7 separate regions of the Mus musculus genome follow, and all the other regions are linked to region 5. Evidence: chromatin contacts called from public HiCAR-type and promoter capture Hi-C data. All regions are on one chromosome and are shown on one strand. The core of a region is the stretch at or near the end of the contact, and the rest is flanking DNA. Distances in the headings are between cores, read along the strand shown. Region 1 holds the start of Pdxdc1 (pyridoxal-dependent decarboxylase domain containing 1). Region 2 holds the start of Rimbp3 (RIMS binding protein 3). Region 3 holds the start of Ypel1 (yippee like 1). Region 4 overlaps Myh11 (myosin, heavy polypeptide 11, smooth muscle). Region 5 holds the start of Mzt2 (mitotic spindle organizing protein 2). Region 6 holds the start of Abcc1 (ATP-binding cassette, sub-family C (CFTR/MRP), member 1). Region 7 holds the start of Nde1 (nudE neurodevelopment protein 1).

Region 1 (3,726 bases), core at 1,033-3,532, 2.0 Mb before region 5:
ATATAAAAATAAGAGCCCTAGCTTTTTTTTTTTTTTTTTTTTTTTTTTTTTTTTTTAAAAACAGGGTTTCTCTGTGTAACCCTGGCTGTCCCTCACTTTGTAGACCATATCGACCTCAAACTCAAAAATCTGCCTGCCTCTGCCTCCCCAAATGCTGGGACTAAATTGTGTACCACCACCTGGCTGAGCCCTAGCTTTTAAAACAAAACATTTATAATTTTCACACTGGCCTAAGGCAGCAACTTTCAGCCCACATATTATGAATTCCTCAAAGTTCAATGCAATTAAAGTTCCATCCTAATGCATGCTGGAGTTTCAGTACCTCCTTAGATTTTCTTTGGAGGGCTTAAAATATTTTACCATCACTTAATATACAGAAACATACCATTTACACTAGAGTTCCTACCCACTTTTAGTTTTCAGATACTCTCAAAGGAAAGATCATCTTTGTTCTTTCAGGTTTCTAATGAAATGACTTAAAGCCTTGTAAAGAAATGGGAAACAGAATATTTTCAGCATCATTTTGTATTCAGCTACTGGAGTTACACACACAATCTCAACTAGTTCTCTGAGCTTCTGAATCGCTGATCGTTTCCCGATGTGCAGAATTAGCCTGTGCAACAGAGAATACTCGAAAGTATGCTTGGGTTCTTCTTACTAGGCCCCAGCAGTACCTCCCTTGTACTCCCAGGACTCTAGTTTAAAACACCTCCAAAAGCTGCTAAATGTCCCTGGGGAACAAACCTAACCCAAAGTTGAGAATCGCCATTCCAAGTGAAGCTCATGGTACCAAAAAGTCGACACTATGCTCGTCAGAAGAATCAAGGAAAAAAAACATCTTTTTCTCTGATTGCTTTCCACCCAATTTATACTTGAAATAGCCGAGGAGCAAGATATGCCACTGTGTGCACATGAAGACATCTGGCTTAATTTCTACAATTACTGCTTTCAACAAGTCCTGTAATATCAGCAGTTTGGGAGGCAGAGGCAGGAGGATCACTTTAAGTTCGAGACCAGCCTAGTCTACAGAGAGTTACAGAAGAGCCAGGGTTACTTTCACAAAACCGGGGACTGAACAAGGAGAGATTGAAGAAGGGGGCGAGGGTTGGTGGGGAGGATGGAAGGAAGGATTGATTTCACTTGTAGGGAAAGCTAGGTTTTTACATCATACCGGATAAGCAGAATTTCGAGAAGGGACAGAGAGAAAAGACTGGGAGGACAGAACGTTAGGCACTGAAAGCACAGTCCATGAAGAAACCCAAGGACCTGTTTGTTCTCAATAGCCAGCCCTTAGATGGGAACAATTAGAGTCTATTTAACATGCCCGAGTAGGTAGCCAGATCCATCAAGCTGCTGTTGCCCCAAGGGGTGAGCAGGGCTAGACACAGGTTCCCATGGACTTGGAATTGACCTGAAGTCCTCTCATGATTCTCACTCAGAAAGAGGAACCCAAACGTAGTGAGACCAGCTGGGACCACCTCCTCTTCCCAGCCCCCAAATAAACTCACCAGTTACAGAATACCCAACCCTTTCTGGATACCAGGGGTTCTAGTCTGGGGTTTGCTTGCTACAGCATCGGAATCACGTGGGGAAACTTCTTAAACTCTACAAACTGAGTTCCCGCCCACCCGAGCTTGAGACCCGAGGCTGCAAAGCCATGTTTTCACCAAGGTCCCCAGGTGATTCCTACGCCCGCCAAAAGTTACAATTTGTCTCCTAACTTGGAAAGCACTGAACATCTGTGGCTTTTGCAGGGGCCTCCGCGACAACTAGGACTTCTTCCCGTACGCTTCTGGGGCCCACACCGATTGCTCCTGTCACCCTACAGGACCAGCGCGGGTTCAGGCCGGGTCCTACGCCGAGCCTCGGTAAAGCCAAAGCCGGCTCCGACAGCGCCGGGCCCACCTCCCCTCAGCCACCGGGCCCCGTGACGTGGCCCGGCCCGGCCCGGCCCGGCCGCCCTCCTCCAACGAGACTCCTTAGTCCTACGGGGAAACCAGTCGCCCCGGTGGCGAAGACCCGGGACCACAGCGCCGCCCGCTCCTTCCGTACCTTCTCCAGGGACGCGTCCATGGCTGAGGCGTCCGGTGCTGGGCCCGCGGTGCTGGGCACTACTTCCGCCTCCCGCGGCCCGCAGCGGTTTCCACGCTGGCAGCGCTGACGTCCTCCCCGCCCGCAGCCGGCGGGGCGGAGAGGAGGAGGAGCTGCCCCGCAGCGCGGCCCGCAGGTATCCTGCGGCTTGCTGAAGGCGGGGCTAGGCCCGTCGGGTGGGCGGGGCCTCCCGGGGCGGGGCCTTCTAGGCTTCCGTACTTGGGCGTCACGCCGGCCGGTCCTAACGCTGCTTGGTGGCAAGAACCCCGTCTATAGGGCGGTCCAACTTGAAGCCTGTGACGACCGTCGCAATGAGATATCCACCAGGTAAAATACTATCGACTCAGCTGCACGGCCCAAGCCAGGCTTTCAAGTCCTCCGCCGTCAACACCGGTCAGGAATGGAGTAGTTATTTACCTTAGCAGCCTAAGACCAGCGCTCACCCTTGCGCATGCGCGGGATGATGTATTTTGTCAGCTCTTTCCTCAGAAGTCCAGACAGAAAGGAATTCGAGGCCGCTGTTCTGGCGTCCTCCCTCATGTCACAATGATGGCTTGTCGGAGGATGGGTAATAATAATGATAATAGTAGGTCTGTTGCCTTTCCATTTTATATCAGAGCAGAAATTTGATATGGAGGTCATTATTATCCGTTTTAGGTTTAGTCCCTTGCAGCCCGGCAGTACACCTCATTATTCCCGCTTCACACCCGCTAGGTGGGGGTAGTGCGTTTTTAGTGAGTAAGAGCCCGTGGGATTTGTTTCCTACATTGCTCCACTACTGATGGGTAGGTGAAATGGGATCTTACCACCATTGTGGTCAGTGAAACTTCCTGCACAGAAGTCTGATGATGCTAAAAACCACAAAGCTATCCCTACCCTCTCTATTTCTTATGCAGCATGCTCCCCCAAACCCCCAGGTTGGGTCGGGTTGTCAGTGTAGTAATTATCTGCAGGCGGTCTCTACTTTGTATTTGGATAAATGGCCTGCTTGTGTTGTTAACATTTCCTAGCAAAGAAATCGTGTGTGCTGCTTTTGAGTGACTCTCCAGTTAACTGGAAAAAAAAAAAAAAAGTGATGAAATAGTGCCTTTTTTTTTTTTTTCCTTTCTTTTTTGGTTTTTCGAGACACGGTTTCTCTGTACAGCCCTGGCTGTCCTGGAACTCACTCTGTAGACCAGGCTGGCCTCGAACTCAGAAATCCGCCTGCCTCTGCCTCCTGAGTGTTGGGATTAAAGGAGTATGCCACCACGCCTGGCTTGAAATGGTGCCTTTCAAAGACTGAAAACTGATGTGCTCCTGCTTGAACAAAACAATGTGTTATGAAAATTTCCAAACCTGTAGAAAGGACAAAAGAATTTCGGTGAACAGTCATGTGCCCATTAGCTAGATTAGTTGCTATTTTCTTCTTTTTTTTTATCACATGTGTATTCAGATAACTATCCATCAATATTTGTGCTGGTACATTACAACTCTGAACACTTCAATATTATTAAAGACTTATTTTTTTTAGGCAGAGGTACAAGAAGTGTCTCCTCCTCCACCTCATGATTTGGAGGCTAGACTAGGAGAGATGCCGAAGTCCAAAACAACTTGGCTTGGTGACTCCAAACCAAACAGCTAAGGTGCTGATGGTAA
Region 2 (3,778 bases), core at 62-2,561, 1.3 Mb after region 5:
CTCTAATCCCACTTGGGAGGCAGAGGCAAGTTGATCTTTGTGAGTTTGAGCCCAGCCTGGTCTACATAGCAACTTCCAAGTCAGCCAGGACATAGAAAGACCAGACCCTGTCTCCAAAACAAAGACAAACACAAAACAAAAAATTCCACCATCGCCACTACTACCACCACCACCAGAAACTTCAAACAGACATTCATGCATGGTGCTGCATACCTTTATTCCAGGCAAGGTCTCTGTGACTTCTAGGATAGCCCAGTAGACATCAGTTCTAAGCCATCCAGAGCTACAGAGTGAGACTATATATATATATATATTTTTTTTTTAATGTTTTGGGGAGCTGGAAAGATGGCTCAAGGGTTATGGGTGCTTGCTGATCTTGCAGAAAACATGGCTTTGGTTCCTCCTCCTGAATGGTGGGATTAAAAGGATATACCACCACTGCTCATCTTAACATCTTACTTTTTTTTTTAAAGATTTATTTATTTATTACATGTAAGTACACTGTAGCTGTCTTCAGACACTCCAGAAGAGGGCATCAGATCTTGTTACAGATGGTTGTAAGCCACCATATGGTTGCTGGGATTTGAACTCAGGACCTTCGGAAGAGCATTTGGTACTCTTAACCACTGAGCCATCTCTCCAGCCCCAACATCTTACATTTTTAAAGGGGCTGAAGACTGAAGATATAATGAATAGTAAAGTGCTTGCCTATTACTTACTAAATGAGACCTTGGGCTCAGTCTCTACTACTACTAGTACTACTACTACTTCACAGAGAGAGAGACAGAGACAGACAGAAACAGAGACAGGATATGAATCTCAGTGGTATAAAATTTGCCCAGCATGTTTGAGGTGGGTGCAATCAATCCTCAGTCACTGCCACCTGCTGATTCAAAAAGGCTCAGATGCAAGACATGTTGGTCAACTCCTGCAATCCAAGCACTGGGGAAGCAGAGACAGCCTGCTCTATAGAGTGAATTCCAGAACAGCCAGCTCTACACACACACACACACACACACACACACACACACACACACACGTCTCAAACAAACAAACAAACAAACAACACAAAGTTTCAGTTGATATAAGAAAAGGCACCGGGCAGTGATGGCCTTTAATCCCAGCATTTGGGAGGCAGAGTCAGGCGGATATCTGAGTTTGAGGCCAGCCTGGTCTACAGAGTGAGTTCCAGGACAGCTAGGGCTACACAGAGGAACGCTGTCTCAAAAAAAACAAAAACAAAAACAAAAACAAAAAAAAAACACAAAAAAACAAAAAACAAAAAAACAAAACCAAAAAGAAAAAAGAAAAGAAAAAGAACAAAGAAAAGGCTTAGCATGTTGGGTCCTGCGTAGGAACAGAGGAGTTATAGCCACTTAGGGCTCAGAGCTCAACCACAAATTTAAGCAGATCTTGTAAGAAGTTTACCTAATTTCAAAACTCGACCAGAAACCCTAGTAGAGCCAGGTGAGATCTGACCAGAATCCATTTTTACTCAGGCCCAGGATCAGCGATCATCTAGGAACCCTACTGGGGATCTAATTCTGGAAAGGATTGCACACTGCCAGGGCGAAAGTGGAACAGGTCACAAAAGCCCTAAAGCAGATATGTGTGGGCTCCGAAATATGCCCGGGGTATCCGGGGAAGTTCAGAGGCTAGTTTGAAAGGGGTCTCAGGAGTTTAGGAAGAAGCGAAAGGCACTCAATCTGTGGGGAGGCGACAGGTTATAAGGGAGATCGCCCCCAAGGCGGAAGAGGCGCGCGGAGGGCACCTAGGGGCGCCGGAAGGGGCGCGTGGGGCGGTTGGCAGCGGCCGGGGGCGGAGGCCGTTGGCTAACTGGCCTACCAATACCAAACTATCTCTCTGGCTTCTTGCCGGGCTGCGGCCACAATGACAAAGGACTCACCCACCCCCTTGGGTGGTGGCCGCGCGTCGCCCAAGAAGCCAAGCAGCCCCGGCCCAGCGGCCGCAGTGCTGGAGGAGCAGAGACGAGAGCTAGAAAAACTACGGGCAGAGCTGGAGGGCGAGCGCGCGCGCGGCCGGTCGGAACGGAGGCGTTTCGCTACCCAGACGCGCCAGCTGCGGGAGTCGGCTGAGCAGGAGCGGCAGCAGCTGGCTGACCATCTGCGCTCCAAGTGGGAGGCACGACGCCTCCGGGAGCTGCGGCAGCTGCAGGAGGAGGTGCAGCGCGAGCGTGAGGCCGAGATCCGGCAGCTGCTGCGCTGGAAGGAGGCAGAGATGCGGCAGCTGCAGCAGTTGCTACACCAGGAGCGCGATGTTGTATTGCGCCAGGCAAGGGAGCTTCAGCGTCAGCTGGCCCAGGAGCTAGTGAACCGTGGTTACTGCAGCCGCTCAGGGGCATCCGAAGCCTCCGCGGCACAATGCCGCTGTCGCCTGCAGGAAGTGCTGGCGCTGCTGCGCTGGGAGACCGACGGCGAACAAGCCGCGCGCATCCGCCACCTGCAGGCGGCGCTAGACGTGGAGCGCCAGCTATTCCTTAAATACATCCTAGAGCACTTCCGCTGGCAGCCGGCTTTACCGGGACCCGCGGACCCCCAAGCCACGCATTCCTTGGAAGAGCCGCCCCTAGAAGCCCAGAGTAACACTGGTGGCACCCCAAAGCCTGCTCGTCGACTCGGATCCCTCGAAAGCCTGAACACTGGCGTCCGGGTTCATTCTCCAAACGACCTGCTGCCCACGCGCGCCGGCTCCCTCGAATCTTTGGCAACAGCACATTCCTGCTCACTGGACAACACACTGAATTGCTCCCAGGCTTCTGAATCCGAGGTAAGGGCCCCTGCGACCAGCGCGTCTATTCCAGACACCTCCAGTCCCCAGCCGCCGCCTCAGCTACCATCAATACATAGGAAACCTAATGACCTGCAGAAAGAAAGCTCCGAGAACAAGCCCTGCGAAGCCTCGACCTCCTCGCCTCCGGGTCTGGACTACCAGGAACTGGTGAGGCAGAACTCGGAGCTGGCCGAGGCATTGCAGGTGCTGGTTCGCCGCTGTTGTGACCTGCGCGAAGAAAACTTGCATCTGCGGCGTAAAGGCTTCTCCGAGGAGGCAGGAGAGAAAGTGAAATGGCTCAAGGTGAAGCACGCAGAGCTGACCGATCTCGCTCAGCGCCTTGAAGACAGGGCCCGCAAGCTTCAGGAGACCAATCTGAGGGCCATGAGTGCTCCAGTGCCAGGTGAGAGCCTCGAAGGTCTGGACCTGAGCCAAGTGTTTACCTGCCAGCGTGCTCAGGACCTGTCAGAACAGGCTGGCGCGCTGCAAGCCAAGGATCTACAGATCGAAGCATTGAGGCGGGAGTGCCACCTGCTGCAGGCGCGCATCGCCGCGGACCTTGGCAGCTCCTCGCATCCTGAAGAGGGCGCCACGTGCGCGCAATGGTGCAACATCAGTGACTTGGACCGGCTGCAGCGTGAGTCTCAGCGGGAAGTGCTGCGCCTGCAAAGACAGTTGACTCTACATCAGAGTAAAGCAGGCGCCTGGGCAGACGCGGGCAGACCCAGCACACCCTCGGAGATAACTCGGCACCAGGTGCAGGCGCTGGAACGCGAGTTGGGTTTACAGCGGCGGGAATGCGAGGAACTGAGCGTTCAGGCAGCCGCAGCTGAGCGGCGCTACGAGGAGACAGAGGCACAACTGCAGGCCGCGCTGCACAAAGGCGCCAGGCTGTCAGAGGAGAATGCACGGCTGCAGGCCCTGGCCAACTGGATGAAGAAGATGGCAGATGAGAACAGCAATGTTTCCCGGCAGCAAAGTCACACGA
Region 3 (3,588 bases), core at 489-2,988, 1.2 Mb after region 5:
TGTGCCAAGGCTCTGTGCTCAGTCTCAGCATCAAATGCACCAGGTGTGCACACCTGTAATCCCAGCAGGCTGCACAATTAGAATCTCAAGGTTAAATATGTCACCTCCAGCCACATACAGACTGAAACTGAAGGGGTACAGAGGTTTCCATGAGCTTTAAAAGGATGGCAGCTCTTTTTCCTAAAGCAGGGTCTCTCTCCTACATAGCTCTTGATGACCTGAAACTTGGTATGTAGACCAGGCTGGCTTTGAACTCACAGAGACCCACCTGTCTCTGTCTCCCACCCCCAAGCACTACAATTAAAAGCATGCACCACTGCTCCCAGCAGACAGAAAAAATGTTGAAGATCAAATGATACATGTTCTCTCTCAAAGCAGATTCTAGCTGCTTGAAATGTTTGGATTTGTGTGTTTTTCCTGGAGTGCTTCCAGAAGTCAGGACGCTGGAAAAGGGCACTGGAGTATCCATGATATGAACAGGTAGGTGTTAGAAGTGGGATGGGTAGGAAAGGAAGGCTGGAGGAGGCCTAACCAATGCTAAGGAAATAGGAAAATGCCGTATATAAACCTACTATTTTCTAAGCTATTAAAAAAAACACATTTTTTAAAAGATTTATTTATTTCATGTATGTGAATACACTGTCGCTGTCTTCAGACACACCAGAAGAGGGCATCAGATCCCGTTACAGATGGTTGTGAGCAATCCATGTGGTTGCTGGGAGTTGAAATCAGGACCTCTGGAAGAGCAGTCAGTGCTATTAACTGCTGAGCCATCTCTCCCGCTTAAATTCTTTAAAAATAGAAGAGTCAGCCAGATGGTTCAGTGAGTGAGGGTGCCGCTATCAAGCCTGCTGACCTGAGTTCAAATCCAGGATCAATATGGTAGGTGAGAAGCAGAGCTAACCTCTGGTGCACAGGCATGTGCTTATTCACACAATAAGCTTAAAATATAAAGTTCAAGATCATGTTTGAGCTACATAGTTGAGGCCAGCTTGAATTACAGAATTACAGAGATCATATTCTAAAAGCCAAAAAAACATGAGACTCCCTAGCTAGGACGAATACAAAAATAGAGTAATCAGTCACTTGGGAGACTCACTAAGTAAATGGCAACTCAAAGGGCCCACAATCTAATCAATTAGGGGTATCCTCAATACAATAAATCCTAACAAGCACACTCTAGAGGGCGCAAATACGTCCTGCAATGTGTACATTCACCCTCAGCAGTGTGCTTTGAAAAATCGATCTAAAGAGACTAAGAAAAAAATAACAGAAGAAGCGCAGATGTGGGCATGGAGACTGGGTGATACTGCCTGTGTTTTGTGGGTAGGAAATCTAATCTGGGGTTCCATAATTCAAGTCCACGCAGACCTGGAGGCTCTTGGATGGCGACTTGGAGAGTGGAGAAAGGGTGGTCAGTATGGAGAGAGGGAAGAAGCTTGCGCTCTAGGGACCCAGCTGCAGAGGTCCTCCTGCCTGCAGCCTGAGGCGCAAACCTGTGGAAAATCTCGGTCCTTTGGCCTTCCAGGACCCTACCTCCCCACCGGCCCCGCGACCTGCCGGTTCGCCTGGGTTCCTCGTCAGGCCAGCCCACCGGACTCCTGGCGAGCTCCACCCGGACACGTTCCAGCCCAGTCCCCCGAGCGCAGCGGGGCGCGGGTGGACGCGTGGGGCAGGGCGAGGGGCGGGGAGCGTGGAGGGGCGGAGCGGCGGGAACGCGAGGGCGGGGCTCGGACACTGATTGGGCATCGCCACGTTCCGAGGCCGTTTATGGCGGCTGGGCTGGGCTACGGGTCCAAAACAAAGGGCAGGCGGCCCGCGAGGCGGCGGCAGGAGGATGCCTCGCGCCCGGAGTGGGCGCCAACGGCCGGAGCGCGTCCCGGGTCACACCGGGACCGCCTGAAAACCGAGCTCGCGCCGACCGAGCCTGGGCCGGATGGGCGCAGCGGACCGCGGAGCGGCCGTGAGTACGGGCGGGCCTCAGGGGTTCTCTGCGGAGACCTGAGGATCTCCGGCTCCGGGAGGCGGGGAAGCACCTGTTGGGCGCGGGCGGGCCGGGCGGGAGTGCGGAGGATGCGTTGACTTTTTGTTCTGATGTTCCGAACTGTTGGTATTTGGGTCATTAGAAGACAACGCAAAATCCCGGTCTTTCTTTCTTTCTTTTTTCTTCGCCCCCCCCCCCCCATTGTTTTTTCCCCTACCTTAAAAAATGGGGAAAGAAATAAATACAGAAGATACCTCCAATAAAAGAATATTATGGGGTGGCATTTTCAAGTTGCCTGTACAATAATAACTAAAGGGAATTGTCCTCATTGTTTACCACTTGTGGCTCTAGGCTTTATCAATGTAAATTGCTAACAGTAGCAACTAAATAAGATATTCTCTACTCAATAACTGCACAAATGGTCATCTTCGATCGTGTACTGAGCTCCAGGATAGAAAGCCGGCAGAATTCTGTTTTGGATAGATAATAGACGTTGAAAACATCATTTTTCAGCCCAAGGTCTTTCTAATTCAGTTGCCTTATAAGTATCCACAATGTATTCACCTTAACTAATGTATCTTGTCAAAGAATTGACCATACTCCTCCTCGCTCCGCTGAAGTTCCAAGACCAGGCTCACCTCCTCTGGGGAACTTCTCCAGGCCCCTCTGAGTAAGCCACCCTCACCCATCACCCAGGGCCCTTTACCTCTGCTGTGTTCTGGTAGATGTGTTAACAAATGTTTGCTGAGTACCCGTCTCCCTCTCCCCTAGGGGCTGGTCCAGTGGGTGTCTGTGTGCATGTGTATGGTGGGGTACAAATAAATAAACACACACACACATGTATATTCACCGTGTGTGTGCCTGGTATCTAGAGAAGCCAGAAGAGGGCATCGGATCCCCTAGAGCCGAAGTTATGGATCCTCCACAAGAGCAGCAGGTGCTAAAGGATGTCAGCCCATCTCTCCAGCCATACTGTGGGCTCTTAAAAAAGTCAGGGGTGCTGTATTTGAAGAGTTTTGCTACCAGGATCCCTAGGTCTATGTGTTCCTAGCCAAGGGACTATGTGGTTAGCATGTCTTCTTAGGGATTAGACCAAAATCTTGACTTACCACAGATATATAGCAGCCCAGGGGCTGGCCCATATGAAACACTAAAAATACATACATACATACAGACAGACAGACAGACAGTTGAATCAATGCCAGTAATCAATCTGAATAGAAGTCTTTTCTTTTCCTGTTTTTTTTTTTGTTTGTTTGTTTTTGTTTTTTTTTTTACTTATGCATTTTCGGCAAGTGCTCTACCACAACCACAGCTCCAACTTTATAAATAAACTTAATTTTATAAAAGAGCTGGGGGTGTGGCTGGGTGGTAGGGCTCAGCATGTGTGAGGCCCTTGGTCTCCCCCCCACTAGACACGCAAATCAGAAGTTCCCCCTCAGCTCTGGCGGACCCAGCTCAGCCACCCTTCATTGCTGGGGTACACCTGGTCACACTGAGTACCTCAGGGGATCTGTTCTTAAATCCCAGGTTGTCCTTGCATTCTAAAGAACCGAAGTTGTTTGTTTGGCACTCTGTGTTAGCACAGATGCTCTGATGTCGTT
Region 4 (3,685 bases), core at 66-2,565, 1.7 Mb before region 5:
ACTGTATGTGTGGTGTATGTAAGTAAACAACTGTGTGGTGTATGTAAGTAAACAACTGTATGTGTGGTATATGTAAGTAAACAACTGTATGTGTGGTATATGTAAGTAAACAACTGTATGCGTGGTGTATGTAAGTAAACAGTTGTATGTGTGGCGTATGTAAATAAACAGGTTTGCACACATATGCACAGAGATTGATGTTTAGTGTCTCCTCCCCCTTTTTTATTCCATTCATTTACATCTCATGATATCCCACTTCCCAGTTACCCTTCCACAAGCCCCCCCATCTCACAGCCCCCATCTCCTCCCTCCCCTCTGCCTTTATGAGGGTGCTGTCTGTCTTCTTTCCACTTTAGTTTTAAGCCTGTATCCACCGTTAGGTTAGGTTTTCCTCCAGGGTGGGGTTACAGAAGTGTGCCGCCATGCCCAGCTTTTATTTGGGTTTTGTGGCTCTGAACTCAAAGCCTCATACTTGCAAAGCAAGCACCTTGCACACTGAATCTGATTTGTAAAAATCTCTATTGAAGTCAGCTTTTCAGCAGTGATGTCAGGGAAATGTTTGTCAGTCATTCCAGCTATAGCAGCAATCGGCAGGGGATTGATTGGCTTTTCAGCTTTTCAGTATTTCCTATCTTTTTTTTTTAAATCTGTTGAGTCGGGCTTTAGGAAAGTTTGCATGGCTAGAACTTTTGCCAAGCATGTCTCCCTGTCTCCCTTAAGCACTGTAGTTGGAGAATTAAAGGGCCCTGGCCTGCTTCTGTAGGGTTTTCATGCTAAGAACACTTTTCTTAAATGGTTGTTGGGGGTAGGGTGAGATAGCCTTGGAGTTATGGTCAGCCCTGCCTCAGCCTTCCAAGCCCAAGGATTATGGACATGGGCCACCATGCCCTAAGTGGTTTTTGCTTTTTGTTTTGTTTTTAATGGTTTTGCGCATTTTGTTTGAAGATGAATGTGTTATAGAGGCAGATGTGGTCTACAAATCTGAAGTATTTAAGTCCATTATTTGTGCGTGAGAGAGTATATGCCCCAACACTCATGTAGTGGTCAGAGTACACCTAACTTTATGTGAATTCCAAGGATCAAACTCAGGTCATCAGGCCTGCACTGTGGGTAGTGAGCAGCAGTCCTAAATACTGCATGTCTGGCCTTAATAGAGGTGTCCTGCTGACCCCCTCTGCTAGGCCAAAATACTGTATTGCAATTTAAACAGATGAAAGAAACTTTGTACTTAAAATATTGGTTGAATGTGCTGCCCTCAAAAGGCTTGGGTCCAGAAGTACCATGGACTTTGTGTTTGGGGGATGCTGCGATCTTTGTGCAGCTTGGACACAGGGCCCAGTTCTAAACACAGAATTCATTTGGGCTTCGTGTACACTTTCTTGTAGTGGGATCACTGAGAGGATTAAACGAGTTGCCAAGACAACAGCTGGACAGAAGAGCCAACTCCTTTCTCGTGACTTACAACCTTTTATTAGTGAAAGTGACCATGGGTGCAAATAAGTGTGATTGCTCTGCTCCGCTCGCTCTGGGAGCAGTGTTTCTTTTTTTAATTCAGATGACTAAAAAAGTCACTTGGGCGAAGTGAACTGTGTGTCTGAGGTGTGGCAGGCAGGAAAGGGAAGGGAATTTTCAAACGGGATTTCCTCCCAAACTGGAAGGTCAGGCAGGTCAGGGAAAGGTTGGGAGTGGGTTGGGGGCTGTGGCACCCATTCATGTAACTTCCTCATTTCATGTAAACAAAGTTGCTGGTGACTGTGGCTCCTGACCTGTACGTCTTATTTGGATTTTTCTCTGATAGCCCATCTAAGAACTTGAATTCACACCCTTTGTGCAGGGCTGTGGTTGACTCCTGGTGAGGGGTGGAGTGATTTCTGTGACTTGAGAACGAATGGACACAAGTGCTAAGCAGTCTGCTGGGCTCTGCTGTCGTTTAGTGTTCTGTTTTCCCTGACATGGTGTCCAATCCTGAATTTATTCACTGGCTTTGGTTCCATTGAAGTCTGAGTCCCGAGCGTCCATTTCTTCTTCAGAACCATCTGTGTTTTCAATAACTCTACGGCCCCCAGCCCTTCTGGAAGGAACAAATGAAGCCTCGTTTCCTCTCCTATGGGTTTGAAACAGAAAATACACTTGTCTTTAGTAAGAAAATCTCCCAGTGATTGGAAGAGGCAAGATCAAGGTGAGATCAAACACACACTCAACATGAACGAGTCACAAACAAATTCAGGGTGAGTCCTATCTATTCATTTGGCATGGGATTATTGGTTTTAAAATATTAAAATAGGATTCTGGTCTTGTGTTGGGTTGGGAAAAGAAAAAGGCCAAAACAGGTGTAGGGTAGCGCACAGGCCTGGTGTCATCAGGTAGAAGGTTGTAAAATTATAGATAAAACAGCAGGCCTAGTGCTGTTTTATCTATAATTTCCCACAGGAATAAAAAAAAGGCATGATTTTAGGTTTTCAAAGTGGAGAGGGAGAGTTTCTCAGAGTACAAGCTTTAGTTGAAGGGTGACACAGCGCCATCTGCTGGTGTGTAGCTTCCTGCTCTGAGATTCCCCCATGGTAGAGAGATGGTGTCTAATTTGAGTGTATTTTCCTCATCATGGTCACATGATGCAGAACACAAAGTAGATGTTCAAATGAATAGTTGAAAAATTGTTAATCTGAGGTACATTTTTGTTCTAGTGGGCAGGACAGCCCTGAATCTTCACTACTCCAGCTTTCAGCCTCTGCATGTCCCACCCATCCTGGCTATCCAAGTGGCTGATTTTACTGGAAAGGCTAGATATATAGCATGCAGCCTTGGGCAAGAGAGGAAAGTGGACAGAAAGGGGGACAGGTCAGTTTACTTGAAGCTAGCTTTTGCTATCACAAAAGGTTATGTGGATTTTCAGTGACCTAACACATGATCTTGTTGGGTCAGCACAGCCCTGTTTGACCTGAATGTGAATACAGGTGCTAACACATTTTAGTACAGTTTAGAAAACCAACATTGGGTAACAAAAGCAACTTGCTGGCCATAAGGAGGCTGGAGGGAGAAGCCATGATGGTGTGCCCACCCACTGACCCATTCTTTTCCCCAAAGGAACACATTAGACAGGTAATACACAGCAGATAGGGGCCTCCCTGTGTAAACACTTTGGGGTTTTCTTGAGATGTAGCAATCAAGAATAAATGCTTAAAGTTGTAGCCACTCCCAGAATAAGACACTGGGGCCAGCTTCAGAGGGCCATTTCAGAAGGGCTTCTTCTCTTGAGAGGGTGAAGGGCCTGGACTGTGGTATAGAGGGATGACAGTCAGTGCCCCTCTCCTCATGGCTACACTTTGGCTTCTGAACCCAATGGGTGGTGTCCTGGGGCTAGAAAGAGTGTCTAAGTCTACATTAAGGCTCTAGACACTTTTTGCCGTTTGGAACAGTTTATATTTGTTGACTCAAAGGGTTTATCCCTACATTTCAGAAACAAGTCATACCCTCTCATCAAGAGACTACAGCGGCATTGTTCCAGCTCAGGGATCACTATAGGAGGAAGCAGTTCTAAATCCAAGACAAAAGGTTGATACCAACTCTCAGTTATAGGGCTCCTGAAACACAGGTTTGCTTTAAAACCTCCAGGGTCTCATTCTGGAGAACTGTGGATCTTTCCAAGCACTAATAACCTAGTTTATTCTAGGTGCTGTGAGAAGTC
Region 5 (3,375 bases), core at 283-2,782:
ATCCCTGTTACACTCTGCTCACCACCATCTGCTTACACCTGGTCCCACTCATGACCAGGCCATTCACACCTGAGAACTGGGTGAATCTTTCTGTCAGACCTCTACTTTTTGTCCCAAAGGAATCAGATGGCTTCAGTCCTGCAACCCAAAAAAATCCCCAGATGAGAGGTGTTCGGGCCTGGCCTGAGATGAACAGGAGCTAGACGTGGCCCTCGGAGGGGGAGGCGTTGTCTGCTCTGCTCTCTGAACACTTCCTTGAGGCTGTGTGGTAGATGGAGACCAAAGCCATGTTTATTCCTCTACCTGTGCAATGGAGGCATGATGAAGAGGTGAGAGGGAGTCAGAAAGACCAAGTCTAGCTTGCTTGGACCAGTCTTTGGTCCAGCAGTACAATCCGAAAGGTGGAGCCAACTAAAGTCCCTGAAAGGTGGATGGGTCTGCAGACCTTGGGAGGAGGCCTATAGACAGGTTGAGCAATTCTAAGACAAGCCGGCACGAGGTTCTCTACTCCTTCCCCACCTCGGCCACCCTCTAGGCAGAAGTACCCAGCCCATCTCTAACCTCGGGTCTCTGATGTGGATGTAGACAGAGATATGGGCACCGAGTCCTGGGGATCGCTTGCCAGCCGCTGCCCAGCACACATGGACTTCAGCATCTGGAAGACGGCGAGGGGAGCCACATTCAGATTCAGCAAGTCCACCAGGATCCTGGGGAAACAAATGCAGTGCTTAGCGAATACTGAAAGCCACAGGGCGGACATGCTCTAGGAGTCGCGCCAGCTGGGTCACCGTCTTGAAACCCCTTAAAGAGACACGGATATCTTAGAGTAGCAGATGCAGGAATGAGGAGTCCTAAAGCCGGCATTATCTGTAGGGAGTATGAGCTCAAAGTCCCGACCCCCGCTTTCTCACTTGAACACATCGGGGTCGATGGCGGCGCCAGCAGCCTGAGCTAGCTCGTACAGCTCCATCTCCTCGGCCCCCAGCACTTTCTTCCGCCGAAGCGCCAGCTTCTGCAGCGTTGCTGTCTCCAATCCTGTGGAAACCGCGAGTGCAGCACCACCAGCAGCAGCCGCCGCCGCCGCCATTCGTATAGCCTGAAAAGGGATCTGTGTTGGACAGAGTCTCTGCAAGTCAACAGCTCCAGCACCGAGGCGAGAGTTCCAAGAGGCCTTTACACAGTCGGTTACTTGACTTGTTCGGAACGTCTACTGTGCACAGGGCAGTGTGCTAGGCATGGGGTGGGGTGGTGGGAAGCTGATCACTGCCTGACGATCAGACTTGGACTGCTGGCTTAGGTAGCAGACCCCAGAATAGTACCTGGCATATACCGGGTACTTAGCAAATGCCTGTTGGATGACGAGTATTCACGATCTCGTGTAATTACCAGTTCTGTTGACGGTCCCTAAACAGCTTTGCTTTTAAACGGATACGCACTCCTGTCCCCCGACCCCGAAATACATAAACTTGGGGAGTAAAGAGCAACTGAGGACGTCACTGCGCACGCGCCTTGTGGCCAACTGCTTCTGCACTTGATTGGCTTTTGCTTTTGCAGGCGCTTTTCCCGGGAGGTTGAGCCGCTTTTCCCAGTAGGCAGGGGTGTGGCCTGACGCGCAGCTTGATGACGCTATTTCCGGGTTGTGTGTCTGGATAGCGGCGTCTATTTCTGAAGATAGGTAGGATGGTCATTTTGAACTCAACACGTTAGCTTGGCCGGTGTGTTGAGAACTGCAAATGTTTGGCCGGTTACCATGATTGTCACTGCCATCGGGAAAGAGTGGACCGGGGGAGCCGTCCAGAAGTGCCTACACAGTGAAAGGGGACCAGGAGGGGCATCTAAAATTTGTGCGGGGGCACTCTTGGAGATATTTTGTCTCCTGATGCTTTGTCCATTTTACATTACTAGTCTTTTGCATATGTGTGTGTATCCGTATGTGTATGTTTGTTGATTGGTGTTTTTATTTTTTCAATTTGTTTTATTCTGGCTTGATTTTTTTTAAATGTGCCTATTTGCTAGAAAAGAGAGGAGGGAGAGAGAGAGAGAGAGAACTTGAGAAGGTAGGGAAGTGGCAAAGTTCAGGGAGGAGGTAAGGGAGGGAAATCATGATCAGATTATAGAGTATGAAAAAATATTTTCAATATAAAAATATATTGGGTGAATAGTCTTCATTCTTAGGGGAAAACGTATTCATTACCGGGAAGGGGAGAATTTAGAGCATCTAGTCAGTTCTCAGCCTTCCTTCTTTCTTCCTTATACTGAACACAGCTTCCCTGGTTCTGCACTTCCGGTCTTCATATTTGGTGAACCTTTGGCCAGTCACCAAGGTCCAGATCTAAGGACTAAACACCATTTCCATGTTGAATGGTGCGTCTGTCACAGTGAGGACCATGGTGACAGTAAGCTGCTGGTGACTGTGAAGAGCCAGTGTGGGCTGTGGGGAATGAGTCTGGCTCCAGGAGCAGACATTACAGGATGTATGTGCATCTAATCTGGCACCTGCTTCCCAGGGTGGAACATCAGGTGCTTGTTTGCAGGATTCCAGAATATCTCAGGTTTTCGCAGAACTGTGGCCATGATGTAAATGTAGGGCCTCCCTGCCTCATTAGTTTATTGTAGGATTGATGGCTCCAGGAACCAGCTCCTATTGGTCAGAATGCCCAAGAGTACAAACTGGAGGCAAATCGAAGTGAGGCACAGCATCATCTCCCTAGCCAGACAACTGTTACCTGCATGCCATCAGCTCTGCCTGTTTGTAGGAGTATATCACCTCAGGTCCATGGATGGCCAGTGTCCATTCATAGAAGGAAGGTCAAGGTAGGGTCATTGGACCCTCACATAAGTCACTCCGCCATTTTCATATAATTCTGACATAATCATACATGGCCTCAACTTTAGGAAAGTCCAGAGGACTAAATTGCACAGACTTAGAGACCTTAATAAAGGGCTCTTGTACTAATACGCACTTAAAAATTCAAACATTTATGTACACACAACATGCTCATACAAAATCTCTCTCTCTCTCTCTCTCTCTCTCTCTCTCTCACACACACACACACACACACACACACACACACACACACTGTCTTGGCTAGTGTTTTGCCAACACGACACAAGATAGAGTCATCTGGGAAGATCCTCCATTGAGAAAATGACCCTATCAGATGGCCTGTGGGCAAGCCTGGGGTGCATCTTTTTTTTAATTGATGACTGATACCAGAATGCCCAGGTGACTATGGCTGGTACCGCACCTGGGCATGTGGTCCCGGATGGTATATCAGAGCAGGTTAAGCTAGCAATGGGAAATAAGCCAGCAACATTTCTCCATGGCCTTTGCACCAGCTCCTACCTTTGTGTTCTGTCTTGAGTTCAGGCCCT
Region 6 (3,685 bases), core at 685-3,184, 1.5 Mb before region 5:
TGACTGGCTGTTGAGTTCTAGGAATCTGCCTGTCTCCATCTCCCCAGGACCACATTACAGATGTGCCCTGACACATGGGCGTTTTCTGACATGGATGCTGGAGTCCAGACTCCAGGTTCTCAGGTTTGTGCAGTAGTACTTACCCAGCTAAGCTTTGTCACCAGAACTGCTCTGTTCTACGTTTTGTGTCAGGGTCTCATGCAGTCCTGGTTGGCCTCGAACTCAAGATCCTCCTTCAGCCTCCCAAGTACTGAGATCGTGGGCGTTCACCACCAGTCTTGGCTGCTTCATAGTTTTCTTATAGGCTGCTTTCCTCAGCTCAAGACACAGCCCAGCCCAGGCTGGAATCCCAACCATGCTTGTGTTTAGCTCAAAAGCTTTCTTTCAGAAAGCCTTCTAGACTTTTACCTGAGCAGGCCTGGCCCCCTTGATCCTCTTTATCCCCTTCCTGGATCTTGCAACAGTTTCAAATACACTTTCCGATTATGAAAGCATGTCATTAAGATCTGTTGCCTTATCACTAAAACACATGAAAATACAGCTCCACTTTCCCGTCTGTCAGATCTGAGCATATTCCAGCTGCTAGCTTGCTAGAGCCTAGCAAGACTCCTGCTATACAGCAGATGCTCAATAAATATGGGTAACAGTGCATTGAGAATTGTTACCTGAAAGTAATTATCTTTAAAAAACTTATTCACAGAGGTAAAGAAACTTCCTGCCAAGCCTGATGACTTGAGTTAGCTCCCTGGAATCCACAAAGTTCCACAAAAAACAACTCTCCCAGGCTGTCCTGACCTCCACAAGCACAAGTTTATATACACACCCACACACATACACACATAGAAGTAAATGCTGTTACTACAACCACCACCTCCACCACCACCACCACCACCACCACCACCACCACCAAACTCTTATTCATACTGAGGGGGACCTGACTTGTGGTTGACCTTCAAAAATTGTTTATCTTACTCATTTTCTTTATTACTTTTTAAATTAAAATATTTTTTCAGGGGTATACATAGCTCAGCTGGTGGAGTGGTTCCTGCTGACAACAAAACCTAGGAGGAAGCCTGGGTTTTGTTGTCAGCGCCCCAGGTGGCTGGGGTAATAAGAAGTGGAGGAAAGGTGATGCACACCTTTAATCCCAGAGCTTGGGAGACAGAGGCAGGCAGATCTCTGAGTTCGAGGCCAGCCTGGTTTACAAATTGAGTTCCAGGACAGCCAGGGGCTTCATAGAGAAACTTCAGTCTGTCTTAAAAAAAAAAAAAAAAAAAATGGAGGCAGAGGGGCTCACAAGTTCAGGGTCATTCATCCTCTACTACATAGTGCTTTAGAGGCCAGATTTAGTTATTATATGAAACCCTGTCCCCAAATTCCTCATACCAAGTAATAAGGAAATGAGTTATTTCCTGGCTGCACTCAGAATGGGAGAAATTCCCAGGGTGCTTTGCAGACCATGGAGGAGGGGTGGCAAACTGGTGTTCAGGATGGAGATCTCAGTGTTTAGAATGGATTCATAGGGCTCCTGATTCAAACGAACTACACTTCTACTCGTTGAGGGACTCTGAGCGAATTTCCTCACCTTTCTGAGCCTCAGTTTCCTTATCTGTTCTCTTTCCTTTCTTGGGAGCTCACATCCATATCCCTCCAGGTGCAACTGAAGGAAAAAGCCCTAAAATCACGCAAGCACCGAGCGTTCTCCCGCAGCGGGGGGCCAGCGGTACAGTTAGGGTCACCTGGGATGAAGCCCAGGTGTGGAGGGCCCAGTGCGGGGTTCTTCCGGGCCGTGTCGGCTTTAGGAGCCGCCAGTGAGTGGGAGCTGCAGACGAGGCCTGCAGGCCCAGGCCAGGGCAACTCGTGGCCGTGCTCGCTCCCACGCGCGGGGCGGGGCGGGGTGGGGCGGGGCTGCATCCCGGTGACGCGGGCCAACCGCGCGGCGCTGCGCCTCCTCGCTCAGCCGGCCGCCCGCATGGCGCTGCGCAGCTTCTGCAGCGCTGATGGCTCCGATCCACTCTGGGTAAGGTGGTGGGCCGCGGGGGACGGCGCGGGGGCGACCGGGGACTCGGAGGACGTGGGGGGACGCTGGGACGCGCGGACCCAGCTGCTCCCCTAGCCGGAGCCCTGCTCTGCTTACGCGGGGATTCGCCACCCGGGCCCCGGCGTAGCCGCCGCTCTCTTACTCTGGGGACCGGGTTCCGGGAGAGCTGGGTGTGTGCGGGGAGGTGCCTCTGTGCTTTGGGGTTCTGCCATCGGGAAGGGACGCCAGATCTGGAGGCAGCAAATTGGGGATTTTCTGTGTTTTGTGGGGGTAGGATCTCCGTTTACCGCGCACACACTATCATAGAGCACCGTGCAGGAGCCCAGACTCTAGAAAGGGACTTCCCATCGCTTGTGTTGGGGTTCCCCACTGTTTGTTTTACCTCTCGTTTACTCTGGCTTCATGTTTTTTTTTCTCATCCTCTCTCCTTTCTGCCTAAATGCTATCAGGGAACTTTAAGGAAATAAGGAAAAGCCAAGAGAGGGGAGAAGGGCCTTTCTGTCTCTTTTTGTAGGTTTGGGGTGCAGTGGAAAATGCCCTGGACTCTGTAACCAGGAGAGTGCCTTCTACTCTGAGTCAGAGAGACTCCGCTGCTCTGGGGATGTCCCGGGGACTTCAGGCCCTCTCCAGGTAGCTTTCTTGTGAAATGATCCTAGGCTGGGTTCCCTGGCTGACTGCTCTAATCTCCAGTGCTTGTGTATTTCGTGTTCCTGTAATGCTGTTCCTGTAATGCGATTTGCCTGTTATTCCAGAACACTCCTGCATCACATTGTCCTGATTATTAGTGACTACAATAGGAAACCCTGGACACAATGACTTTTCTTTTTGTTTGAGAAACAAGAAAAACATCCCTGTTTCTTAGCAGCTGATGGTTAGCGCCCACAAGTATTTGTTCTGTTTTGTGGTACCTCCGTGATAGACTGCATTAGGAATGATGACCCCTGAAGGCCCCCTGGGAGACTTTTGGGTGAGGAGGGTGCCAATTTTGGTTGAGAAACTTACCATACTTGGATAAATGGTTCATTTTAAAGCCAAGAGGTTGGAGGTTTCTCCAGAGCTGGAAACAGAGCTTGTGATTTACATTCGGGAGTCTGCAAGAGATAGGTGCCTGTTTGCCACACAGGAACACTGTGTGTCCTCTACCCTTGTGCCAAGTGTAGAGACAACGAGGTTATTTTGCAAGAACTCAGGGGGATCTGGGTCACTAACATGGGTGCTGGAGTATTTCCTGAATTTCTTTTTTCTCTTATGGTGGAGGGGAAGTAGACATTAGATTTTCTACCAGTTTGCATATTTTATTTTTGCATATATATAACACACACATACATATATTGTGTGTGTGTGTATGTTTGAGTGTATGCATACCATGGCACATGCGCACATCAGACTTGTGTGGAACTCTCTTTCCACAGTGTGGGTTCTGAGGTCCTCAAGCCTCTCACCAGTTCACATCTGGATGTATCCTATTGTTGCGCAGTGATGACTAGGAAATGTTGGGAGGTATTCTCTAGCTTCTAATATGCTAAAAAGCCTACCCAAGAAGCCTGACTTGGTGTTCTTTCCTTCTTGGAACTTTTTGCCACAGAAAATGAAGATGGATGGATTGTGTTTGGCAGTAGTGGTGGCTGGCCTTCCCCTTAGGCA
Region 7 (3,738 bases), core at 1,207-3,706, 1.7 Mb before region 5:
GAAGCCGGGCAGTGGCGGCGCACGCCTTTAATCCCAGCACTTGGGAGGCAGAGACAGGCAGATTTCTGAGTTCGAGGCCAGCCTGGTCTACAAAGTGAGTTCCAGGACAGCCAGGGCTATACAGAGAAACCCTGTCTCGAAAAACAAAACAACAACAACAACAAAATTAAAAGCACTACCTACTATTTAATAAAAGTAGGTTTCAACTTTTTGCCAGAAGTAGTGGCACAGTTCCAGGGCAACTAGAACTGCACAAAGAGACCCTGTCTCATTAAAAAAAAAAAAAAAACCAACTTCCTTTTTTTTTCCTTTGCTCAGTAATAATCTTCACATTTATGAAACAAAGATAACAGAGATTTATTATTGGTGTTTCACTGGATACTTTGCATTTGATTCAACTCCCCAAAGACCTAAGTTACTAAACAGAGTTCTCCTCTACCACCCATGAGGACAGGATCAAAGGAAGAGAAGTCAAACTCTCAGCTTGGTCACAGCACAAAAGCTACAAACAAAATGAACAGAATTTTTTTTTAAAAAAAAAGAGCAAAGCCAACTACAGTAGCCCAGGACTTTGATCCCAGCTCCTTCAAAGGTAGAGACAAAATTACAAATTCAGCTTATCCAGGCTACAGGGTGAGCTTAGGTCCAGCCTGGGCATCTTAGAAGGAATTTGACTAAAAAAAAAAAAAAAAAGAAAGAAAGAAAGAAAGAAAAAGAAAAGAAAAGAAAAAAGGGGGCTGAAGGTATAGGTCAGTGGTAGAGCATTTACCTAGAGTGGGTAAGGTATTGAGTTCAACCAACAAAACTGAGGAGAGGGGCAGGGGGCAGGGGGCAGGAGGCATTACTTGTGTAGCCCAGGGGAACAGAACATGATTGTAAGAGTCAAAAAGAGCCTTCTGAAGCTCCTTTTGTTAGGTACAAAATCGAAACACTTGGATTTCCTGTACCCTTTTTCTCATCTTTTAAACAATTCTAGGAGGCTGGAGATACAGCTGAATGATACAGTATTTGCTTAACATGGCCAAGGGCCTAGGTTCAAGGCCAACACTGCCAGAAATGTAAGCTAACTATGCCTTTCTCTGGCTTCCCAGTCTCTAAATAGTCTTCAGCAACATTTGGCATCTGAAATTCTGTTTCCGTTTACTGTATTAACCCTTTAAGATCAGATTCTTTGTCTTAGTCACCAGGTTGTAAAATTACCTGTGCCTAATAGTATTTAATAATTAATGAACAATTAATGGCTTAACGTTAAGAAATTATTATTAGCTGGGCCTGTGATCCCACTGAAAAATAAGGCTAAGGGAATACTCAGAAATTTGAGGCCAGCCCAAGTTACATAGGAAAAGTGTTTCAAAAAAGGAAAAAACAAGGGGCTGGAGAGATTGCTCAACAGTTAAGAACACTGATCTCCTAGAGGTCAATTCCTAGCAACCATATGATGACTTTTTTTTTTTTTTAAAGATTTATTTATTTATTATATGTAAGTACACTGTAGCTGTCCTCAGATATCCCAGAAGAAGGCATCAGATTTCGTTATGGATGGTTGTGAGCCACCATGTGGCTACTGGGACTTGAACTCGGGACCAGTCGGGTGCTCTTAACCCCTGAGCCATCTCGCCAGCCCTGTTTGTTTGTTTTTCAAGACAGGGTTTCTCTGTGTAGCTCTGACTGTCCTGGAACTCACGCTGTAGACCAGGCTGGTCTCAAACTCAGAAATCCGTCTGCCTCTGCCTCCCGAGTGCTAGGATTAAAGGTGTGCTCCACCACTGCCCGGCTTATTTACAAAGCACTGCACAAAGTCTTGTAAACTTATTTATTTAGCTCGGGGGGGGGGGGGGGGGACGACGACGACGACCATTTTATCCACGAGTAATTAAATACCTTGTTTCAAATACACATAGCTAGTAAGCGGCGGAGTTAGGATTCAAAGTCAAGTTCTTTCACATTAAACTATTCTGTCTCAGAAGAAGCCACAACAGTTAAAGATTCTATTTGGGGTGTAAAGTTGTGGAATAACAAGGGTCCTGTGGGCTGGGCGGAAGTTTGTCGTTCTCTATGCCTGTTTTTGTCTTTGTGCATTCTGGGCTAGTATAGCATTTTTGGAATCGGGTAGGGCACTTACAAGTGTAACCCAATATCAGCTATTCCTAATGCCCGGGTTTCTCCGACCAATTGCTCCTTTGTCTATTCTTGGGCAAGAGCAAGAGCAGATAAATGCAACCAGTGTGAAGGAGAGGCGTGCGGATGTTCCAGAGTGCGTGGCACGGCGAGTACCGAGCCGCCAGCAGGCCCTCTCCACGCCCGCCTTCCGGGCCAGTGGCCTGCGCCTCCTGCGGCCCCTCCCGCCCCCACCGAGGCTTGGCCCAGCCGCGCCCGGGCCTAGAGAGAAAAAGTTTCCAAACCTCGCTTCTTTGCGCTGATTGGCCGAGTCAGACGCGTCCCGAGAGCGGCAGCCAATGGGAGGCGCGCACCGCGCAGTACCGGCGAGGCTGGAGGGCAAGAAAGGCCTGCCGGCCCGCGCCTCGCTGGAATCGTCGCCGCCCGGGCTGGGTAAGTGGAGCCAGGCTGCGGGCGGGTCTCCGCCACGCCCGCAGCATCCATCCGACGTGTCCCCCACACCTGCCCTCCTCAGCTTTCCACCTTCCATCCGTGAGCTCCGCCGCTCGCCCTGGCCAACTCCGTTCCTCTTCTGCTGGCTGCTTTTCTATCCTCGAACGTCCTCAAGACCCATGCCCACGCCGCCCCAAGGCCCCCGAGTTCTTAGTCTGCCCCTTCACCCCACAGTTTCCGGGTCCCCAACTGCTGCCGCACGGATACCAACCTATATCCAACCTTCCCCTCGATGCCTATAGGTCTCGGCCGCTGGACGTTTCAAATTTCCCTAGACAGCACTTTGGATCGGATAAACTTTATCCGACAAAGGGTGAGAGTGCTTACCCCACACCTTGGATGTTGGCCCAGCTCACCTCTACCTCTTTGAGGTCCTGGGCAACCCGGAGTCACCTTGACTCCGGAGCGACTTCATATTTCCTAAATCATCTCGACTTTTTGCCAGGTTGTGCATCCTTCTGCGCTTTAGCCGGATCCTCGCTCAACTTCTCTAGCTGGGTGGAGGTTTGTAATTGGCTCTGCCACCTGTTTCTGTGTATTGTGTGTTAGGATAACATTTTAGGACTCAGAAGGGGTGCTTTTGAAGTATAGTCTGATAGAAACTACTCCAGAGCCTGAGGGTATCTGACCACGCACTTCTCTTCCCCAGCACACTGGTATTCAGCCCGTTTTGAGGTTTAAGTAATTCCCCTTTCAGAATTCCATATGGAGTTCAGTAAGAGGAACTTACAGAACTATGACCAACCCTCCAACCCCTCTGAAGTCGCATGTCTTTGTACTTAAGCAGCAAGAAGACAAGCTAGGCTTAGTGACTGACTCTTGATGTGTTTGACCTGGAACTTGCTCTATAGACCAGGCTGGCCTCGAACTCAAGTTGATTCTCTTGCCTTTGCCTCCCAAGTGCTGGGATTAGAGGTGTCCACCATCACCTGGCTCCCATTCACGTCTTGTTTATTTGAGAGAGATATAAACTTGGGCTGGAGAAGGGTATTGGTTCATTCGATATTGGCATCGAGTATTGGTGATCAGCTTGGCTAGCTTTCTTCACTCAGACATCACTTTATTTCTTTCCTAGAAATTTGAAATTAGAGGTGTGTGACTTGTGTGTGTTCTCAGACAGTTTTGTAG

What was found. Promoter capture Hi-C pulls out the DNA fragments that hold promoters and counts their contacts. HiCAR-type assays count read pairs that join an accessible place to other places. Capture Hi-C pulls out chosen DNA fragments and counts their contacts.
Region 1: a contact with region 5 is called in a HiCAR-type map of astrocytes, with 3 times the contacts expected there. The contact joins the promoter of Pdxdc1 here to the promoter of Mzt2 in region 5. A contact is called at or near these places in 1 of 39 promoter capture datasets (cranial neural crest) and 2 of 115 datasets of contacts at active chromatin or transcription factors (astrocytes and large pre-B cells).
Region 2: a promoter capture Hi-C map of liver shows a contact between it and region 5, with 2.5 times the contacts expected there. The contact joins the promoter of Rimbp3 here to the promoter of Mzt2 in region 5. A contact is called at or near these places in 2 of 39 promoter capture datasets (liver and second pharyngeal arch cranial neural crest).
Region 3: a promoter capture Hi-C map of liver shows a contact between it and region 5, with 2.9 times the contacts expected there. The contact joins the promoter of Ypel1 here to the promoter of Mzt2 in region 5. A contact is called at or near these places in 1 of 39 promoter capture datasets (liver) and 1 of 115 datasets of contacts at active chromatin or transcription factors (large pre-B cells).
Region 4: a promoter capture Hi-C map of liver shows a contact between it and region 5, with 2.8 times the contacts expected there. The contact joins the enhancer-like site here to the promoter of Mzt2 in region 5. A contact is called at or near these places in 4 of 39 promoter capture datasets (embryonic stem cells, hippocampal neurons and liver) and 2 of 115 datasets of contacts at active chromatin or transcription factors (large pre-B cells and stem cell-derived neural progenitor cells).
Region 6: a promoter capture Hi-C map of embryonic stem cells shows a contact between it and region 5, with 3 times the contacts expected there. The contact joins the promoter of Abcc1 here to the promoter of Mzt2 in region 5. A contact is called at or near these places in 5 of 39 promoter capture datasets (the 3T3-L1 cell line, cranial neural crest, embryonic stem cells and 1 more), 1 of 484 Hi-C or Micro-C datasets (B cells) and 2 of 115 datasets of contacts at active chromatin or transcription factors (astrocytes and stem cell-derived neural progenitor cells).
Region 7: a contact with region 5 is called in a promoter capture Hi-C map of liver, with 2.2 times the contacts expected there. The contact joins the promoter of Nde1 here to the promoter of Mzt2 in region 5. A contact is called at or near these places in 2 of 39 promoter capture datasets (liver and neural stem cells), 2 of 484 Hi-C or Micro-C datasets (B cells and CD4 T cells), 1 of 115 datasets of contacts at active chromatin or transcription factors (astrocytes) and 2 of 9 other capture datasets (adipose tissue and liver).

Annotation. Positions count from the first base shown.
Region 1 is chr16:13,900,863-13,904,588 of GRCm38.p6, forward strand. It overlaps Pdxdc1 (pyridoxal-dependent decarboxylase domain containing 1), which reads right to left and starts at 2,283. Exons shown (of 23, transcript NM_053181.3): 1 at 2,053-2,283. The coding sequence starts at 2,073. It also overlaps a transcript of Mpv17l not described here.
Region 2 is chr16:17,206,824-17,210,601 of GRCm38.p6, forward strand. It overlaps Rimbp3 (RIMS binding protein 3), which reads left to right and starts at 1,312. Exons shown (of 1, transcript NM_001033338.3): 1 at 1,312-3,778. The coding sequence starts at 1,891.
Region 3 is chr16:17,068,401-17,071,988 of GRCm38.p6, forward strand. It overlaps Ypel1 (yippee like 1), which reads left to right and starts at 1,739. Exons shown (of 5, transcript NM_023249.6): 1 at 1,739-1,963.
Region 4 is chr16:14,193,081-14,196,765 of GRCm38.p6, forward strand. It overlaps Myh11 (myosin, heavy polypeptide 11, smooth muscle), which reads right to left. Exons shown (of 41, transcript NM_001161775.1): 41 at 1,447-2,104. The coding sequence ends at 1,972. Among named protein-coding and RNA genes, the nearest start is that of Nde1, 32 kb to the left of the region's middle. Within about 2 kb of position 1,316, at least 17 of the 459 cell types and tissues checked have an H3K27ac peak or open chromatin away from gene starts, as enhancers often do. A contact at or near this core is called in embryonic stem cells and liver, where this site is marked.
Region 5 is chr16:15,861,837-15,865,211 of GRCm38.p6, forward strand. It overlaps Mzt2 (mitotic spindle organizing protein 2), which reads right to left and starts at 1,533. Exons shown (of 3, transcript NM_029354.3): 1 at 912-1,533; 2 at 562-707. The coding sequence starts at 1,087. Gm41425 (a long non-coding RNA gene) reads left to right here and starts at 1,601. Exons shown (of 3, transcript XR_875934.2): 1 at 1,601-1,675.
Region 6 is chr16:14,359,624-14,363,308 of GRCm38.p6, forward strand. It overlaps Abcc1 (ATP-binding cassette, sub-family C (CFTR/MRP), member 1), which reads left to right and starts at 1,935. Exons shown (of 31, transcript NM_008576.3): 1 at 1,935-2,020. The coding sequence starts at 1,973.
Region 7 is chr16:14,160,819-14,164,556 of GRCm38.p6, forward strand. It overlaps Nde1 (nudE neurodevelopment protein 1), which reads left to right and starts at 2,457. Exons shown (of 9, transcript NM_023317.2): 1 at 2,457-2,550.